2 separate regions of the Zea mays genome follow, and region 1 is linked to region 2. The links are chromatin contacts, called in public Hi-C maps. All regions are on one chromosome and are shown on one strand. The core of a region is the stretch at or near the end of the contact, and the rest is flanking DNA. Distances in the headings are between cores, read along the strand shown.

Region 1 (4,834 bases), core at 801-3,300, 86 kb before region 2:
CAGCTCGATGGCCAGCGGCATCAGCGTGCCCAGGTCCGTGAGGAAGAAGACGGTGCGGGAGCCGTAGAGCGTCGTGTCCGGCAGCTCGCGCACCCTGTGCACGTAGGGCAGGAACACGTCGTGGTAGTCCAGGATGAACAGACGCTTCGCCGCGAGCGCCTGCTCCACGGTCATGGCGGCGCCGCCGCTCATGTGCTTCTCCAGGATCTCCTTGGTGATGGCGGACTCCGCCGGGCCGTACACCTCCGGGTCCAGCTTGCTCCTGATGGGGAACTCCGTCAGGAGCTGGATGCACAGCGGGTTGAGCCCCGCGATCGTCTGCCTCGCGAACTCCTCGTCTTTGAACCACGAGAAGCGGTCTCCTGCAACAGCAAAGCAAAGCAAAGCAAAGCCATTGATTAGTGCCATTATTGAATTTATTTTCTATTAGTATTGTATTCTTGATGTGAGGGCCCGGGGAGATGCTTCGTTAATTACTCTCTATCATGTCCGGCAGCTCGAAGCGGAGGACGTGCTCGGTGGTGTCCTCCACCAGCTTGACCACGCGCGGGACGATGCTGCGGATGGCGCCCAACCCGGTCTGCGCCGGCAGCGGGATGCCGTCGCTGTAGAGGTCGTCGATGGCCGGGAAGTGCGGGAAGCGCAGCTCCCTCTTGATGAGCATCGGCCTGATGGCCGGGAGCAGCGCGTGCAGGCCCGAGCGCAGCGTCGTGGCCCCGAACGTGAGCTGCTTGACCTCCGAGAACTGCTCGTCGCGGGGCACGTAGTTGTGCCCATGGCGCACCTCCGCCTCGGGGTCCTTCCTGGTCCTGGGGCGACCGGTGCGGCAGCGGCGCGGGTACGGGTACCGCTTGCTGCCGCCCAGCACGGGCCGCTGGTGGGCGGGGTTCTTGTCCGGGTCGCCCAGGTCGTTGTACACGTCGTAGTCGTAGACGCGCTCGGACGCCTTGCGCTCGCCGTGGCCGTCGCCCCGAAGCGCCTGCAGGTCCTTCTTCCTCAGGTCCTCCAGGCCCTTGGGCGTGTCGGACGGCAGGTAGGACTGCACGCACGCGATCGATCGAAGCAACGGTCATATGCCATGCATCTAGCTGGCAGCTATAGGCTATAGCAAGTTCCCAGCAGTGCCCTATATGCATGCTGTGACGGCTGACCTTGAGGGTGAAGAAGATGCGCTTCTCCGGGTTGTCGAACTTGGAGTGCACCCAGGAGTTGCAGCCGAAGGTGACGGCGGTGCTGCTGTCGCTGCCCGTGACGAGCTTGATCTCCCTGATGAAGATCTCCTTGTGGTGCTCGTTCTCCAGCAGCACCGCGCCCACGGGCCCGAACGACGCCGGCACCTTGAACTCCGCCTCGTAGTGGCCCTCCCGCAGCGTCTTGTGAGCGAACGCCGTCACCCGCGGCTTCTCCAGACCCGTCTCTGCACCCACCACCACCACCACACATGCTCAGAGCCTCAGACTCGCTCGATCAGGTTCAGGTACATATACATACAGACTAACAGACGGACGGTATCACGCACTACTACTCACTTGCGTCGACCTCGGAGCTGACGAGTTCCATCAGCAGCGTCTTGCCGAAGAAGTCGCCGGCGTCGTCGAGGGCGCGCTGGAAGTACATCTGACCGATGGCCGGCGCCGCCTGCACCGAGGCCGTCACCGTCAGCATCTTCTCCACGGTGACGGCCGACACGGCGCCGCTGGCCTCCTCGGTGGCGCTGCAGCTGATCCTCGGCAGCCGCATGTGGCGCTGGAGCCGGGAGCGGGGGGAGGACACGACGCCCCTCCGCCTGCTGGCCGCCGCCGCCGCCGCCGCCACCGGAGAGGGCGACGACGCCAGGCGCGAGCCGATGACATTGCCCCGGTGCGCGGGCAGCACGAGAGGCTGCTTCATGTTCATCTGAATCATGGCTAGCTGCCCTGCCCCTGCTTTTTCTGTAGATCAGATCGGACGACTGAAACAAGCTAGCCAGTAGTCGACCGAGCGCGCGGTCTGTGCGTATGCTGATGGGCCGTAGATATAGTGAGTCCGGTGGGGTAGATGCCGTGTTGCACGTGGGGGATCGGAATAATATCAGGGGCCAATTCCCTGTATGCCACTGGAAAATATACTCATTCCTTGTATGCCACTAGCCCCACATGTCATAGACACCAAAAAATATACCTATATGCCACTCAGTGGCACACAAGGGATGAGTATAAAATATGATGGCATACCAGGAATTTTCTCTAATATCAGCGACTGGTGTGGTGTGTGTGTGCCAATGCTCAGAGCGAGCTGTTCTTTGCAAGGCAGGCTCGAACTGTTTCCGTGACCACCTAACAGGATCTCGCGTGGAACGGAAGGACCAACGACTCGATCTCGAGAGGATCGACAGGCCGGGTCTTTGAAAGGGCGGATTGGCTCGAACTGTTTCCCTGACCACCGATGAGTGCTCTGACGATCAAGTACCATTGCTGTTGCAGTGTCCAACGTCTTGCCATGGACAAAGAGAAGATTGTCTCGAAACGATCGATCTGGGCGTACGTGGTTCCATGGATATGTACCGTGTGCGACGCGTGGGCCGGTGTGCCCCTCACAAGAGTAGCTCGCAACTCGCCTTGGCCAGGTAGGTAAGTCGTGGCAAGGCTGGAGGCTGCACATGCACGACCGCTGGTCGCTGTCGACTGAAGATCGAGGTGCCCGGCTCTGAGAAGATGGTCACCGACTGCAACTTGACCTGCTCGGCAACTGGTCACGTTGTTGACGGTCATGTTGCTGTTACAATGAGCAAATGGTCGACGGGTTTACCGTTTTGAGCCTAAAAAACCCGCACCCCTTCGGTTTCGGTAACTCCGCGTACCGACCAGTTTACCCAAACCAAATCAAACTTAGTTTCGTGGCGGTTTATCGATGAAAAACCTGCGGTAAATTAAACTTCCCTAAACCGTTGGTTTTCCAAAAAAAATGCATCGGTTTTCACTATTTTTTACATAAGAAAAAAATGACAGGATTCTATTTGTAATTTGCTCGATTCACATTGCACAGTAAATATTAATTGATCCACACGACATATATTTACCAAAATAACATACGACATACATATGCAACCGCAAACTTCAGTTCTTATACAACAAACAACCAACGAACTTCGCGATACTCAAATACAAGTTTTTTTTGCATCTCTCCAATGCGTCAACGACACATAGGTCGACTTATTTTTATAATACTCACATGTTCAGCTCGAGTCATAGTGATAGTACCCAAGCATGTTGTAAGGATCGTGATATGGTTTCAATCCGTCATAGTGATAGTTCTATACAAAAAGATATGAGATACATTAGCGAGAAAACAAGAACGGCAAATAAATACTTATCCACGAAGCAAAAATAACATACTGGTGCAGCGGGAACTTATCCATACCCATATTGTGGTCCTGGTGGGTACTTATTTGACAAATTTGAATATGGCGGTGGAGGGGGTCCATAGTTTCCATACCCATACATGATCGATGGTGGTACTTTGTCTGGTGGTCCTTGACCCGGTTGCCATTGCCATGCAAAAGGGTTATAGACTGAGTCTTGTCCAAGCGGATAGTTAGAAGAATTGGAGCTACTTGAGCTACGGATTCCATCTTGGACAGAAAATGAAACTGAACGATGCCGACCACTTATTGTCTCTCGCTGTGAATGAGGTGCATCATGGTAAGAATGTTGTGTGGCATGGGTGAACCGACTTCCTCTAGTGGACCTCCAATCTCATGCACCACTCTCTCCTGCACTACTCCCTCTTGCACCACTCCCTCCTGCACAATATAATCCAACATCACCATGGTTGCCATCATCACCTGCACTAGGGTCGGTTGTGTTATCATCACTGTCTTCATCCTCTTCTTCCTCTTCGATTTGATTGGTGATTTTGACCCTTTTCCTTTCCTATCTGATGGACCAAGTCTTGTCTTCCCCTTGCCAAGGTGGGTGTCGCTAACTGTTTCATCGGCCCATTCTTGCACTTCCTATGTGCCTCCATATTTGTGTACAAGCGATGTAAATAGTGTGCTAGGAAGAGGAGTGTCACTGATAGGTGAGTCTTCATCCAACGTTGGAGGTGCATTGGATCTTCCTCTTTCCATCCAATCTCTAATGGCTTCATTATGCCTGTGTAATGATAGATCCATGAAGGCCAAGGCAGGATCAAACTCACTAGGCTCTGGTGTGTTAGATGCTTGTTGGATGCTAAGACGAAGGTTTTAGTTAACAAACACAAGTTCATGCAATTGAAAGTAGTTGAGTTTGTTGCAGAGCTTTGTGTGGATGAATGCAAAAGTACTCCAGTTGCGCTCGCACCCTCTCGACGAGGCACACTCTGATAGTAACCGCTTAGCAACACGTTGTAGTGTCGACATATCTGATCCAAACATGGATCACCAACTCAACGGAGATGTCACGCAGTCAATGGCCTTTCTCCTTGCAAGCTCACTTGAGAAGTCTACAATCTTCCTCTTGAAGAAGTCATACTCTTGGAGTGCCACTGCAACAGTATTCGAATCAAACATCCTTTCGACACCCTTATGAAGATTTGTCATGAGATTGTTCGTGGTCCCCATGACATAGTTCACATATGGATGCAAGGCACACGCTAGTTGCACATATGTGTCTGTCATGACAATGTTCATTCTAGCATCAACCACATCTGTTGGGGGCCTTCGTCTTCCGAAGGTCCTCAAAAACATGATTAACAATGTTTCCCAAGTGTAATATATGTATATGAACCTTCGGACTCGGAATGGAGCTGTACACATTATGAAAAGCATGGTCGGGACGAAGGTTGAACCAGTTCCGAAGCTACGCGCAAGGAA
Region 2 (4,804 bases), core at 2,051-4,550:
CCTCCTCCTTGCGGAAAGGCGACGTAGGGGCGTATGTAAAAAGTCGAGTCTGTCCCTGATCGTCCTCTCGCCCTGTGCGGAGGCTCGGGGGCTGCTCTCGCAAACCCGGCTCCGGCCAAACCGTTGACAGCGTCAACATACCAGCCCGAGAGCTTGGGCCCCGACCGTGCACCCGGGCTACGGCCAGTTCGCATGAGGGAACGACCAGACCAGCCGAAGCGTTACGCAAGGCATTAAGACCTCGAAGGAGTGAAACCACTCCTCCGAGGCCTCGGGGGCTACACCCGGCGGGTGCGCTCGCGCGCACCCACCGGAACAAAATGCAACCGAGAAAGGCTGGTCCCCCTTGCAAAAAAGTGCGACGAAAGCCTCCAAGCGAGTGCTAACACTCCCTTCGAGGCTCGGGGGCTACTGTCGGGGACCATAATTAGGGGTACCCTCAAGACGCCTAATTCTCAGCTGGTAACCCCCATCAGCATAAAGCTGCAGAGGCCTGATGGGTGCGATTAAGTCAGGGATCAGTCCATACGAGTGATTCGATCACGCTTCACCCGAGCCTAGCCTCGGACTCGGGCAGCCGACCTCAAGGGACTTCCGTCTCGCCCGAGGCCCCCCTTTTAACGGCGGACACATCTCCGGCTCGCCCGAGGCCTTGGCTTCGCTAAGAAGCAACCCTGACAAAATCGCCGCACCGACTGACCAAGTTGCAGGAGCATTTAACGCAAAGGTGGCCTGACACCTCTATCCTGACGCGCGCCCCCCGGCAGAGCCGAAGTGACCGCCGTCACTCCGCCGCTCCACTGACCGGTCTGACAGAAGGACAGCGCCGCCTGCGCCACTCCGACTGCAGTGCCACTCGACAGAGTGAGTCTGACAGGCAGTCAGACCTCGCCAGAGGCGCCATAGGAAACTCCGCTCCGCCCGACCCCAGGGCTCGGACTCGGGCTAAGACCCGGAAGACGGCGAACTCCGCTCCGCCCGACCCCAGGGCTCGGACTCGGGCTAAGACCCGGAAGACGGCGAACTCCGCTCCGCCCGACCCCAGGGCTCGGACTCGGGCTAAGACCCGGAAGACGGCGAACTCCGCTCCGCCCGACCCCAGGGCTCGGACTCAGGCTAAGACTCGGAAGACGGCGAACTCCGCTCCGCCCGACCCCAGGGCTCGGACTCGGGCTCGGCCCCGGAAGACGACGAACTCCGCCTCGCCCGACCCCAGGGCTCGGACTCCGCCCTGGCCTCTGCCGAACGACTTCCGCCTCGCCCGACCCAAGGGCTCGGGCTCGGCCTCGGCAACGGAAGACAGATTCGACCCCAGCTTCGGAGGAACGCCCACGTCGCCCGGCTTCAGGCGCGGGCCCGCCCACGTCAACAGGGAGCGCCATCATCACTCTACCCCGAGCCGACTCGGGCCGCAGAGAGCAAGACCGGTGTCCCATCTGGCCAGCTCCGCCAGATAGGCAATGATGGCGCCCCGCGTGCCCTGTGACGACGGCGGCTCTCAGCTCCCTTACGGAAGCAGGGGGACGTCAGCAAAGACTCGACCGCTCTGACAGCTGTCCCTCCGCCAAGCTCCATTGCTCCTCCGACAGCCACGACATCACACCAGCAGGGTGCCAAGATCTCTCCGGCTGCCACATTGGCATGTACTTAGGGCGCTAGCTCTCCCTCCGCTAGACACGTAGCACTCTGCTACACCCCCATTGTACACCTGGCTCCTCTCCTTACGCCTATAAAAGGAAGGACCAGGGCCTTCTCAGAGAAGGTTGGCCGCGCGGGACCGAGGACGGGACAGGCGCTCTCTTGGGGCCGCTCGCTTCCCTCACCCGCGTGGACGCTTGTAACCCCCCTACTGCAAGCGCACCCGACCTGGGCGCGGGACGAACACGAAGGCCGCGGGACTTCCACCTCTCTCACGCCCGTCTCCGGCCACCTCGCCTCTCCCCCCTTCGCGCTCGCCCACGCGCTCGACCCATCTGGGCTGGGGCACGCAGCACACTCACTCGTCGGCTTAGGGACCCCCCGGTCTCGAAACGCCGACAACCATCGTCACGGTTGCTGACATGTTGCTTGCTTGCTTGCTCGCTATCCACAATGGTCGACTTGTTTATAATGGTCGGCTTTTAGGATCGCTCCTCCTAATTTTGAAAGTATATGTTCTACAATTTTTAGTGGCTAGAATTGAGCGCGTCGGCCGATGGCAAGGCACACACGAAGATGAGACGGGTAGGGCTGAAAACATGGTGGGAAAATCCTATACCGACCGACGTCGTATAGCATAATAGACGACTGTATATTGTATCCTAAAAACATGATCAGGAGATGAAGTGGTAGGCCGATGACTATGGAAACCCATTTAAATCTAGGAAGCACGACGACTATGAAACTTGTAAAAATTTATACTTTATATAGTAGAGATATCATATTAGTGTGAGATCATGGTTGTATTTATTACCTTGAGTTGAACATTTGGAGCGGTTACATGCATGGGTTTTCCCGATTTTAATTATCGATTTCTAATTGTTATCGACTGTATCATTTACCGTCATCTTGTTACTCTCGATTTCATTTTTCGGACCAACGACCTAGTTACCATTTTTAATCTCTACTACTTTAAAGCTTCAATTTTGTGTAGAGTGTGTACTGTGCGATACGTGTAGGTCTATTACTCTTCCCCGCTTGTCATCTAACAATGAGACGTTAATGTTTTGAGAAACCACCCAAGCCCAATAAAACAGAAAGTCGCACAGCGCAACACTCGTATATAGTACTAACTCGTTGGCTAAAGAATGACGAAAGACCAAGCAACCTATAAATACTACCTCGCTAGCTAAAGAATGACGAAAGACCAAACAACCTATAAAAAGAGGGTCGGATTCCTTTTCAACTTATATCTTTTCCAGCTTTTTGACTAAGATACGGAATAATAGTTATTCTTATCAGTTTAATATCTGATATACAAACTATATATTCACTTTTATTATTTTATAGATATCAAATATGATTGTATATGGTTACAACAGGACGGATATTATACTAATTTTAAATTAAAATATAGATTTTAAAGTATCCGAGGTTTTCTAACCGTTCCCGGCAGTTTCAATCCCTAAAGACGGGACAGCTAGCGCCACGCGGGGCCGTCGATCGCAAGGCGCCACCGAGGGCGACGACGTCGCGTCAGCTCGCATCCGTTTCCGCGATGGCAAAATACCTCCGCTCATCACGAGGTCCTGTAGCAGTGTGTCCCAACTCCCAATACTCGGCGCCCAGAGGGGCAACGACCAACCAGAACGTACGCAAGACGCATGAAAACGCGCGCGTGGCGGTCGGCAGGGGCTGGACAAGCAGGCAAAACGAACCAACAGGAAGGAAGGAGATCCAGCAGCATCGGCACACAATAATTGCAATGCACAACACACATCTCCAGCATGACATGTGACCACCAACTAATAAAGCCTCAAAATTATGGGGATTTATCTCTTTCACGTAAACTCAAACAAATAAACTTTAAGAACTAGTTTGGAAACCTAATTTTTTTCGAGGTTTTTTATTTTCTCAAGAGAAATTAGTTTATTTTCGCTTGAGAAATTAGAAATCCTATGAAAAAATAAAGTTACCAAACTAGCTCTAAGGGCTACTTTATAGGGAATTGAAGTGGAAATGAACTAATTTACTCTCTAATCCTCTTCAATCCAGAAGGAGATTGGAGTTAATTTGGAAACCCCATTTTTCCAAAGGATTGTCATTTTCACAAGAAGAATTAGTTCATTTTTCTTTGAGAAAATAGAGTTCCCAAACTAGCACTAACAAGAGTCGCAAAATTTTGACCAACGATGGAAGTTGCAACGGAACATGTATGTAAGGAGGAACGAAAGACAATTTGGTCCATAGAGGGTTGACATGATGAGCCATTTAGCAAAACGGAATGAAATGTTTATTTAACAACGTTTGATTCATTAGTCCCTATTACATACTCGTGGACATTATCAAGGGCCAAAAAATGAGTAGAAACAGGGGGGAAATTAAGCAATATCACATCCTAATTAATACCCAACTCGCAGCAAAGAGAAGACTTGGAGAAATACGCAAATGAATCTGTAAAAAATAGGCAATAGTACATCTTCATTTTTTACATACTTGTGTAAATACCGCAGGTGAGCAGGGTGGGAGTCCTTTCCATGGAAGGAAGAGGTCAGCTTCGACAATCGTCGAATGTTTTTGAGGAGTCGGCAGAGGATAATCAGTCTTGTAAATTGCACCATTAATCACCTTGTAGACAGTAGAGCTGGCGGATATTGCCCGAAGCTGAGGACATAACAACACAAAACAAACCAAGTTTTCAAGAGAAGACACACGAAACTGACTAGTATCATTTTCAGCAAATGTCATTTAGAACCATTGTGCCAAAAAAAAAAGTGGCAGGAGCACTGCTAATTCCTTAGAAGGAAAAAGAAGATATTAGTTTATAAAAACTCAAAAGAAAAATGTATTTTATGGTATCACATACTGTCTAATTTCGGTGACTAATCTAGGTTTACAAATTAAGGTATTCTTCCCAAGGGTAAAGAACTATAGAAATCTGCTTGTGCTGACATGTAATTGCCATATCACTGCATATCTGTTAACCATAATCGGCATAAAATTGCACGACACCAAAGGTTTCTTAATGTAAACCCACAGTTAGTTTCTGCTGAAAAAAACGTGACGATGAGATGCCAGTACGTTACCGTATAACCAATCCTTGAACTGAGCATGAAGGGCAGCTGCCAATTCCCTTTTCCGATTCTCGTCAAGCTGTAGCTCCCGA

The links. A called contact is a pair of places that touch in the nucleus more often than the background predicts.
Region 1: a contact with region 2 is called in a Hi-C map of leaf, with 3 times the contacts expected there. The contact joins the promoter of lox11 here to the enhancer-like site in region 2. A contact is called at or near these places in 5 of 25 Hi-C or Micro-C datasets (ear and leaf).

What each region holds. Positions count from the first base shown.
Region 1 is chr5:125,883,227-125,888,060 of Zm-B73-REFERENCE-NAM-5.0, reverse strand. It overlaps lox11 (linoleate 13S-lipoxygenase11), which reads right to left and starts at 2,050. Exons shown (of 4, transcript NM_001112511.1): 1 at 1,530-2,050; 2 at 1,152-1,417; 3 at 478-1,039; 4 at 1-362. The coding sequence starts at 1,905.
Region 2 is chr5:125,798,122-125,802,925 of Zm-B73-REFERENCE-NAM-5.0, reverse strand. LOC100277826 (Tubulin binding cofactor C domain-containing protein) reads right to left here. Exons shown (of 9, transcript NM_001412165.1): 8 at 4,725-4,804; 9 at 3,880-4,302. The coding sequence ends at 4,259. Among protein-coding and RNA genes, the nearest start is that of LOC100277826, 19 kb to the right of the region's middle. Within about 2 kb of position 3,300, at least 15 of the 20 cell types and tissues checked have an H3K27ac peak or open chromatin away from gene starts, as enhancers often do. A contact at or near this core is called in ear and leaf, where this site is marked.